2 separate regions of the Ctenopharyngodon idella genome follow, and region 1 is linked to region 2. Evidence: chromatin contacts called from public Hi-C data. All regions are on one chromosome and are shown on one strand. The core of a region is the stretch at or near the end of the contact, and the rest is flanking DNA. Distances in the headings are between cores, read along the strand shown. Region 1 holds the start of slc49a4 (solute carrier family 49 member 4). Region 2 holds the start of sema5ba (sema domain, seven thrombospondin repeats (type 1 and type 1-like), transmembrane domain (TM) and short cytoplasmic domain, (semaphorin) 5Ba).

Evidence for each region. Hi-C and Micro-C count contacts between places; a contact is called where the count stands out from the background.
Region 1: a Hi-C map of muscle shows a contact between it and region 2, with 3 times the contacts expected there. The contact joins the promoter of slc49a4 here to the promoter of sema5ba in region 2. A contact is called at or near these places in 2 of 2 Hi-C or Micro-C datasets (both in muscle).

What each region holds. Positions count from the first base shown.
Region 1 is chr9:15,718,309-15,723,033 of HZGC01, forward strand. It overlaps slc49a4 (solute carrier family 49 member 4), which reads right to left and starts at 1,316. Exons shown (of 9, transcript XM_051904923.1): 1 at 878-1,316. The coding sequence starts at 1,175. hspbap1 (hspb associated protein 1) reads left to right here and starts at 1,347. Exons shown (of 8, transcript XM_051904927.1): 1 at 1,347-1,495; 2 at 1,856-2,037; 3 at 3,204-3,388; 4 at 4,392-4,528. The coding sequence starts at 1,857.
Region 2 is chr9:15,515,571-15,519,755 of HZGC01, forward strand. It overlaps sema5ba (sema domain, seven thrombospondin repeats (type 1 and type 1-like), transmembrane domain (TM) and short cytoplasmic domain, (semaphorin) 5Ba), which reads left to right and starts at 2,703. Exons shown (of 23, transcript XM_051906160.1): 1 at 2,703-2,865. pdia5 (protein disulfide isomerase family A, member 5) reads right to left here and starts at 173. Exons shown (of 17, transcript XM_051905436.1): 1 at 1-173. The coding sequence starts at 25.

The DNA.
Region 1 (4,725 bases), core at 66-2,565, 200 kb after region 2:
CAATTTAAGCTTTGGTTTAGAATACATAATTTGAATGTGTACAAATAACAGAAACAAAGGTTCAATATTTGCCTATATCTCTAATGGCAAACAGGGGCTCCCCTCAAAATACCTTATTTGAAATGTATGAAATATCAGAAAAAGGAACTGAGATTCTATAATGTAAAGTTTCCTTAAAAATAACCAAACAATACGAAGAATATAAGAACATGATAGGACATAATAAACATCAATTTTACCATTATATATATTCTTTATGTCTGTTTCACATGGCTGTTGTTTCGTCTGTACTTTCCTCAACTTAGAAACTCATTAAAATGGCATGGGAAGTATGAATTTGAAAACTGCATCTACTGACGCCGGGCTTACATAATGACTTGTGTCATATGATGTTAGAGAACTGGTTTTGTGGCCTAACATGTGATGAACTACCTTTTAAAGATTATCATTTTTATTTCACATGAGGTAATGAGTCCTTCTGTGTGGTGTGGTGTGATATTCAAAATAAGATATTCAAAAGGTACATGGCTTCAACACATTTGTCAGAAAGAACACAATGACATATAAAGAGGGCAGTTGTATAAAATGATTAGGAGTCAAAGTGGACAACAAGCATAAAAGAGATATAAACAATTGCACAGACATCTCAGTTTGTTAAAACATTCATTTGTGCATACATTACACATTTAAATTATGAAATTGGCTATGGTTATTTACTAAAACACCTTAATATGTATATCATCGGTTATGTGGAATTAGTGATCCCTCACAATAAATAAATCGGTCTAAATACTGCCACATATATTTATCTTTCATCATTTGTTTGTATTTACAGAAACTGTTGCCATGGCACTAAACTAAAAGCAAAACAACTCACCTTTCTTATCCATCAACCACATAAACAGCAGCCAGGGCAGGTAGCCCACTGGACCCCACAGCACAAGCACCGCGATATCTGTCGATGAGAACTCGAACACATGTTTGGCTGAGTTCTGGATCGGGCCCCAGGTGTTCCACACCATTCCTTGCATAAAACCCAACAAGGAAAACATGGTGAGAACAAACCATCTTCTCCCATACACCCTGCTGAACACAGGCTGTGTGGTGTTTGTCGCCGGCTGGGCTGGAACCAGCAAAGGTTCCCTTTCCCCTTCGGTGCTTTCCACGGCACCCATTGAACAGACGTGGTATCACGTTTTAAAAAGTCTTTATACTATTCAGCAACGTCTATAACATGACACATTAAAAACCAGGGCAGTCACGCAATTGCCAGTTGCCCATCGAAACAAAAACAACCGATGACACTCTCAGCTGCGCTCCAAACTTTAATGCGCATGCGCTGCGTCGAGACGGAATTGACGTACTGTGTGAAACTGAACGTCTTTGTTCTCCATTTTGGATCATGTACTATACTAAGTAAAAGGAGACTTCAGCTCTTCTATGGAGCCAACATGGCCGTTGTTTCGTTTCCCATGTGTTGTGAGGAAACACAGTGGTACGTCTCACGTGAGTTTTGTTTACTTGCTGGAAAAGGGAATTTAGGTGAGCTTAGCTTACATGTGTGTAGATGCAAAAATGTAACTATTATGCAGATGCTGCACATGCAGTGGCTATGTGTTTTTACATTTTAATATGAACATGTAAGTTCTATTGATAGTTGTCACCATATTAGCTGCCAAGGTTTGACTTAGAAATGGTTCAGTAGGAATAAATCACTTAGTAAGTGATTGTGATATATGTTCATTGGAGTGGTTTAAAGTTAAACCCCTAGATTTATCTAAAAGATTACTGAATATGTGTTGTATAAGACAAAATCTACTTATCCTAATCATTCTCATCTTATGCTTTTCTGTAGAATGGCTTCGAAACCTTTCACCCCAGAAGAGGCGAGGAGGATTGTCCAGTTTCTACAGAAACCTGCTGTGTTCCTGAACATGACCAAAGACTGGCCAGCATTACATTGGACTGTGGAGCACCTGTCAACTTGCCTTACAGAGAGGGTACGGTTCCGTATTGGGAAAAGGAATGAGGATATGGGTAAGCCATAAACATTAAAAAGCAAGATCATAAGAGCGAAATAACTGCAGTTGTCCACAGTATCATTTTTAAGCATAATCCGGACATTAATTTATCTAAATTTAAATGACGTGTAGGTTTGTTAAAAGAGGGTTGGACCTAAACTCAGAAAGGTAGAGTTCCAGGAATAGGACTAGGTACCCCAAGCACCATTATAATGTTGTCTAGTTACTTGCGAAGAGACAACACCCATGTAATATCCTACGTCTTTCTCAAGAGTATTCCTCCCCTTTGTTTTATCTATCAAATTAGGTGAGGTAGACAACTGTCTTGAGAAATGACACACTATGTCACCTGTGTTCAATTTGAATCCACCTGTGTTCAGTATTTTTATTGCACAATAATAAATTAAAAATGCTCGCCTTCCATTTGGAAGAAATTAAAATGTTTGAGTTATGTGTTATGGTGTTATTGACAGGAATAAAGTAACTGTGGGACAATTTTCAGGTGTAACAGAAACTAAATGTGAAACATGTCCTTTGAGAGTGTAAATAATTTATGAAGGTGGTGTAAATGGCTTTTTTTTTTTTTTTTTTAGAATACTTTATTAGTAACATACGCCATGTACACTGCAATGTCAACATAAAACACATTTGTTTCTGTAAGAAGATGCAGTTTAACAGACTTTATTTGAAGAAAACTTTAATTCGAGGTTAATTTGTGGATTTAAAAAAACAGCAATAGTAAGCCTGCAGAAACTTACGGCAACAATGGAGGCTTTGCCATTACAGGTCTTTGGCACTTCTAGCAAATAGTTATGGCAAACCAGTGGCAATGATGGACAATCCATCAGAGCTGTTAGACTTTTTACTGAAGTGAAATGTAAATATGGGAAGTGAACACGAAATGTCAAGCAGTGGCAGACTATAGTGTGACAACACTATAGTTCTAAAATTATTTTAAGCAGCAATTTTCAGTTCAAATCAAATCAAGAAAACTGATATGAAAAGTAAACCATTTCAATATTTAAGTTGCCTCTTACCAAATGCAGTTAATTTGCCTAAAATAATTTACATTATCAAAGACTTTTCCAGTTTGTGAATTTTGAATAAACCCACTTGGAAAGTCTCTGTGGTCTCTTTCTCTGATAATCTATTCATTAATTACTTTGTTTCACTTTGCACCAGCTCCTCTTTTTGAAACCGAGTGCTCCTACATTGAAGCAACTGTTAAAGAGTTTCTGTCCTGGACTCTCAATGAGGGTGAATCACTTGTTGGGCCATTTTCTGACTACCACTACAAGGAATTCTGGGCTTATGCTGATTACAAGTACATTGCCCAGCTTTTTCAGGACAAACCTGCCATCTTTCAGGTAAACCTTCCATTGCTTTACTTAAAAAAAAGGCAATCAGTTTGTATTCATATTTTTCAAATATTTAATACTACTAATACTATATTATTACAATTATTATTATTATTATGCGATATATTGTATTATAATATATATTCTTATTATTGATTAAATTCTACATTTTGCTATCACAAATTCTAGAGTGTTTATAGTTGCTAAATTGAGCTCCATTTAAATAAAATAAATGAACAAGACACTACTCTTTTCATTTTCTCTCGCCATCAATCATGCTCTCAGACCTCATCAAGCACCATATTAACCCATTTGCCTTTTTTCCGCATGCCGGTTATGCTCAAGAGCGACCAATTTTTCATGAAGTGTCGCTCTACAGCACACAGGGCACGTCAATGACATCAGCTTTGATCAATAAACACAGTCGAATATTCATTAGTATGTATTGCCTTGTCTCCCGAGGATGCTTACCTTTATTTTACGAGCTCTCTGAAACTGTTTATTAGCCTAGAGTTGTTACAACATCTCATGAAAATTTATCACAACACTAGGAATAACAGATATGAAGAGCAATTAATCAGTGCTTGCTGTTATACTGTTTCAGTAAAACATATCCTATGGCACATCAGTGTCATTCTGTAGACATTTAATGATATTTTTGCCAATTTATTTTGTTTTGTTTTCCCCAGCCAAGGGAACAATAACCTAATGTTCATTTCTAGCTTTCAGTTTTTGTAAATCATAATAAATGCTTATGAGGTGCCAATATTCTCCCTGCCAGCTAGGGCACCGAGAGCAGACATGGGCCTCTCTTAAATGATGAATAGGGTAGTTTAGATATTGCTGAGGGCTTGATTACATACCATCTCATTTACAGTCCTCTGGACATGGTAATGGTTTCATTATCTCCCGTCAAGGGCAGCATCTCTGAGTGTTTCTTGTTGGTTATATTGAAAAGAATTGACATCAAATAGTTTTTTGCTCTTTGTAAACACAAACATTATAACTGCAGGATGTGGTGTGGTCTGATTTTGGCTTTCCCGGCCGAGATGGACGAGACAGCACACTTTGGATTGGCACACAGGGTGCCAACACTCCATGTCACCTTGACTCTTATGGTTGCAATCTTGTCTTCCAGATCCAAGGCAGGTAAGAACCAGGGTCAGACATTACCCAGGATTTGGGGCAAAAATGCCACCAAAAGTGACAAACATGCCTGAGATATTTGCAATTATTCGGTTTGCTAAGATTATTCCATTTCAGTCAGTTATTTTAGTATTACTATTATTGTATTCATTAATATTTTGAATTAGCTTTTATTTTTTATATTGTCAGTTTTCATTTTC
Region 2 (4,185 bases), core at 1,453-3,952:
GTCTGGCTACGCAAGCGCAATCCATATTCCTCCAAATCCCTGGAGAACGCAGTGCTTCTTAGGAAATGTAGTTTCTTCGGAAATGTAGTTTATTAAGGGCGCCGTATATACCCCGACCATATTATACACACACATACTTGTAAACGTGTGTAATTTTAGCTCATGTAAATGATTTATCGTCCACGCAGAAACGGTGAAAAGTCATTCTATTCAAATGACTTACTGGTTCTTGAACATAAGCTTCAAAACCGAAAATAATCAGGCCTTCCTGTTTTGGATTAATGAATGTTCAATGAAAAGTTACAAGATGGTTTCAAAATTCTTTTTAGCTCCATCTATTGAACTGAATGAACCAGATATAGTCTTACAAAGTCAACAAAATATTATACATAGACTATTATACAAAATAGAAAAACTGCTGGTGTTGCAGACAGTGAATGGCTCAACCTCCAATGAGGGAAAATATGTGACCTGTGACCTTGTTGAACTCATAGCGATTTTATAAATGTTGGATGGTGTTGTAAATCTAGACAAACAACTGTAAATAATTTATAAATATTTATAATATTTATAATTTGTTTTTTTTTTTAAAGGTGCTAACAACTTGTTAGCAACCTATGTGTTTTTGAAAAACATAGAGACTTCAAAATTCACATTTAAGGTATGACTATATATTTAATTTGCTTTAGAAAAAATGTGAAAATAATGTTAATATATTTTACTCATAAATAAAAAACAGCATCCTTCCAGTTTGGCCTAAACTGATTGAACAGCTCAATAATAATCAATAAACCATTCTTTTGACAAGTAATTTCATTTGCCTAACTGTAGTCAATGGTTTCCAGGTATATGGAAGTAAAATAATGCCATATGTTTTTAAAACAAAAAGCATCTTGAATTGCACTACTTGAAAAAAAAAAAAATGCATTGCATTAACCGTGCTTGTATTTTAATCCATTGTATTTTTAGGGCTTGCATTTTTATGGGCTGAAATTCAACATGGTTGTATATTTAAGCAGTGAATATTTCAATTCAAAACAGTTCACAACCATTTTCATTGTTAAAAATTCAATAATCCATATTCACCTTTCAGATTTCACTTCCAAAATATTCATTCTGTTTAAAAATACAGCCTATAATATTCAGCAGGCAATTTTCTGTCCATTTTATTTTGCGGCCACAAATTCAGCAGTTCAAATTTCAACATTTCACATCCGGGAACTGCAGGAAAAGCAGTAAAGTACCGAGCATAATCTCCATCTGCTGTTAAGCCCTAAAAATACAATGTCAAGCCCTAAAAATACAATGAATTAAAACGTAAGTAGGGTTAATGCGATGCATTTTTTTTTTCAAGTAGTGCAATTCAAGATTTCAACTGGTACCTTAGCATTTTATTAGCAGCCTAATAAGAATTAACAGTTGGAAATATCAGTTTTATATTTTATAATATATTTGAAGATCAAATATATAGATATGGAAAAAAAAATGTTCCAAAATAGTTCCTCAGTGTTGCTATTTAATGAATATAGGCCCTAATAATAAGTATTTTCTTATGTTTTCATGCCTCTACTTAAGGAAGGCTTTAAATAATAGGCCTACACTAATAATTATCATATCATATTTGAAATGATCATGCTGCGTCAGACACGCTGTAGTGCCACCACCTGGATGTGACAGTGGTACCACACGTCTTGACTCTTGATTGTATTGAATCACCTCCCTCATCACATCCACAGCTGCTTAATGCATATTGCAGCTTGCAGTGTTTGGGCGTGTAACGTATTTTCACAGTGTGCAGTAATGTGACAGCTCTCAAAAATGAAAGCAACTTTCAAGAGTCAAGCCAATAGATTTACACATGGTGTTTTCTTTGCATCATTTATTTATAAAAACATAAATTTAAAGGTAATATTGGCCTATCTATTATGTTGGCTACTCTATAAATGCTATTCACCTTCACTAAATACACATAGAGTAAGATTATATAATTATGACTTAATTCTTTCTTATACTGTAACTATCTCTACCTTACATCTATAATCTGTGTATTTTATGCCAAATACATCAACTGAATAAATTAGACCTACTTGCCCCATATTTTCAAATTTTCTGTCATTTTCAGTGAATTTTTGCTCTTAAGTAGACATTTTTACTAATAAAACGTTAATAGGTCTACTGTGTATTTGGTACCGTTGTATGTGTTTTTGAACATCTTTGATAATTTCTTGAAATGGCTTGCAATAGCCTTTACCATGTAAACACCGTGGTATATGAATATGGTAATCGTGTACCATGATATAAAAATATCATGCCTATTCCCATATGACATGGTACCACAGTACATCTTTGTCAGGGTTTTTTGATTGCACCACACCAAAACTAAGACATGATGATATGACACATTGCTACTTTTGGCAACATTGTGCAATTCAAACAGTTAATTAATTGCCATGGTACCTCACTGATTCTAGGGACAGACTATCCAGGCTGAATATGGGGGTGTTGCTGAATCCCAAAAGACAATGTCTTTTTTGATTATTTGAAACAGGATAACAACGTTTCTAATACAGAAAAGTATTTAGAAAGCAAAATGAGAGCTTCATCAGCTATTGCAGCCACCGAGCCAAACATTTGAGGTGGAGCTTCATAACAGAGTTTGCACCCCTATTCGTTTGAATTGCAGCTGTCCTTCTGTAGTAGCCTCCTCTTTCCAGCACAGCGCAGTAAAGCAGCTGCAGGTCGATCGGTGGAAGTCATTCACAGAAAAGGGATACTGCACAGGAGACCTACGCAAAGCGGAGATTGCGGTTTATGCGTTGCGTTTTACGTACGATAGAGTTTACTTCAGAGGAAGGACATCAGAAGGTAAAAACACTCTCTTAGATATCATTACCTCACCTTTACATGTAGTTATTTATAGAAACCGCCTCTAGTGTTCTTGGAGTAGGATGATACTGTGAAGTACTTTTAGAACTTCTGCGGTCCAGTTCTGTGGTCAGATTTTACTGACTATCAACATTTCAGCGAATCTCTGATTTCTTTTAATTTGTGAACATAAACATGGCCTATATGCCTAATATAATTACATTCATTTATTTATTTATTTATTTTTTTTACAAATTTAAATAATTGTCAAATTTCAATGTAGCCTATGTTTATTTTTTAATATTTGCCAGTGGATTCGCATGAACGAGTATAGGAACATTTTTTTTTTTTTTTTGGTAATATTGCTTTTTTAATTATTGTAGACTCCTTATCTAATAAAAATGGATATTGGCAGATTTTCTCTCTTTATGGTGATAAAACAACCCTCATTGGGAATGTCATGTCGTGTAAACAGTGTTTTCCTCTCATTTTATTAAAGAACATGAATGTTTTATATGAACAGGATTCAGTAGAGTATTCCTTTATCCTGACAAGGAATTTACTCGCTGCTCACGTTCTGTTCAAGATCCGAGGAATTTTGCTTTGGAATCGAAACGTTCGCCCTCTCAAGCTCCCAGTAAAATACGCTATATTTCACTCTCTTTACCATCCTTTGGCATTTGAGGGGTTTTCCTCGTGCATATTTTCTTACTTTTCACCGAGAATATCTACTTTTGCACAGAATGTGCGAATAAGCCTCTCAGAAAAGGTGGAGGGAAGGATTTATCATCTCTCGGGTACCTATAGTAGGCTATATCTTAGTGTTTTCGAGCAACTTTATAAGCGTTAACAGAAAAGCTATTCATATTTCTTTTATTATTTGAATACAGAAACCGGTATTTGGCTTTTTTCAGTCAGTATTTTTGAGTGAATGATAGGCTACTGTCACTCAGCTGTCATATGTGAATGATGTGCAATGATGTTATTTAGAAAGGAAGAGAAGACTTTTTTGTAATACAACCTATATTTTTTCATAGGCACATATAACAGCAACAGTAAAGTTTCTTTTCTTTCTATAACTTAAGCTCGCTTTACAACACAAAAACAAAGGCGCCAATGCCGAAAAACAGGTAGTCTCCAATAAAAAAGGTTATGAGAAAAAGTAGCCTACTTGAAAACGAGTACGTACTATGGCCATCAATGAGAACAAGCTACCTAAACATTACAATGAATCATCTAATGACAGTTTACTGATATTTTAGGTAATGAAGGTTGGCGCTGAACCGATTATTGTTGGCGATATCTGCAGACATAACATTT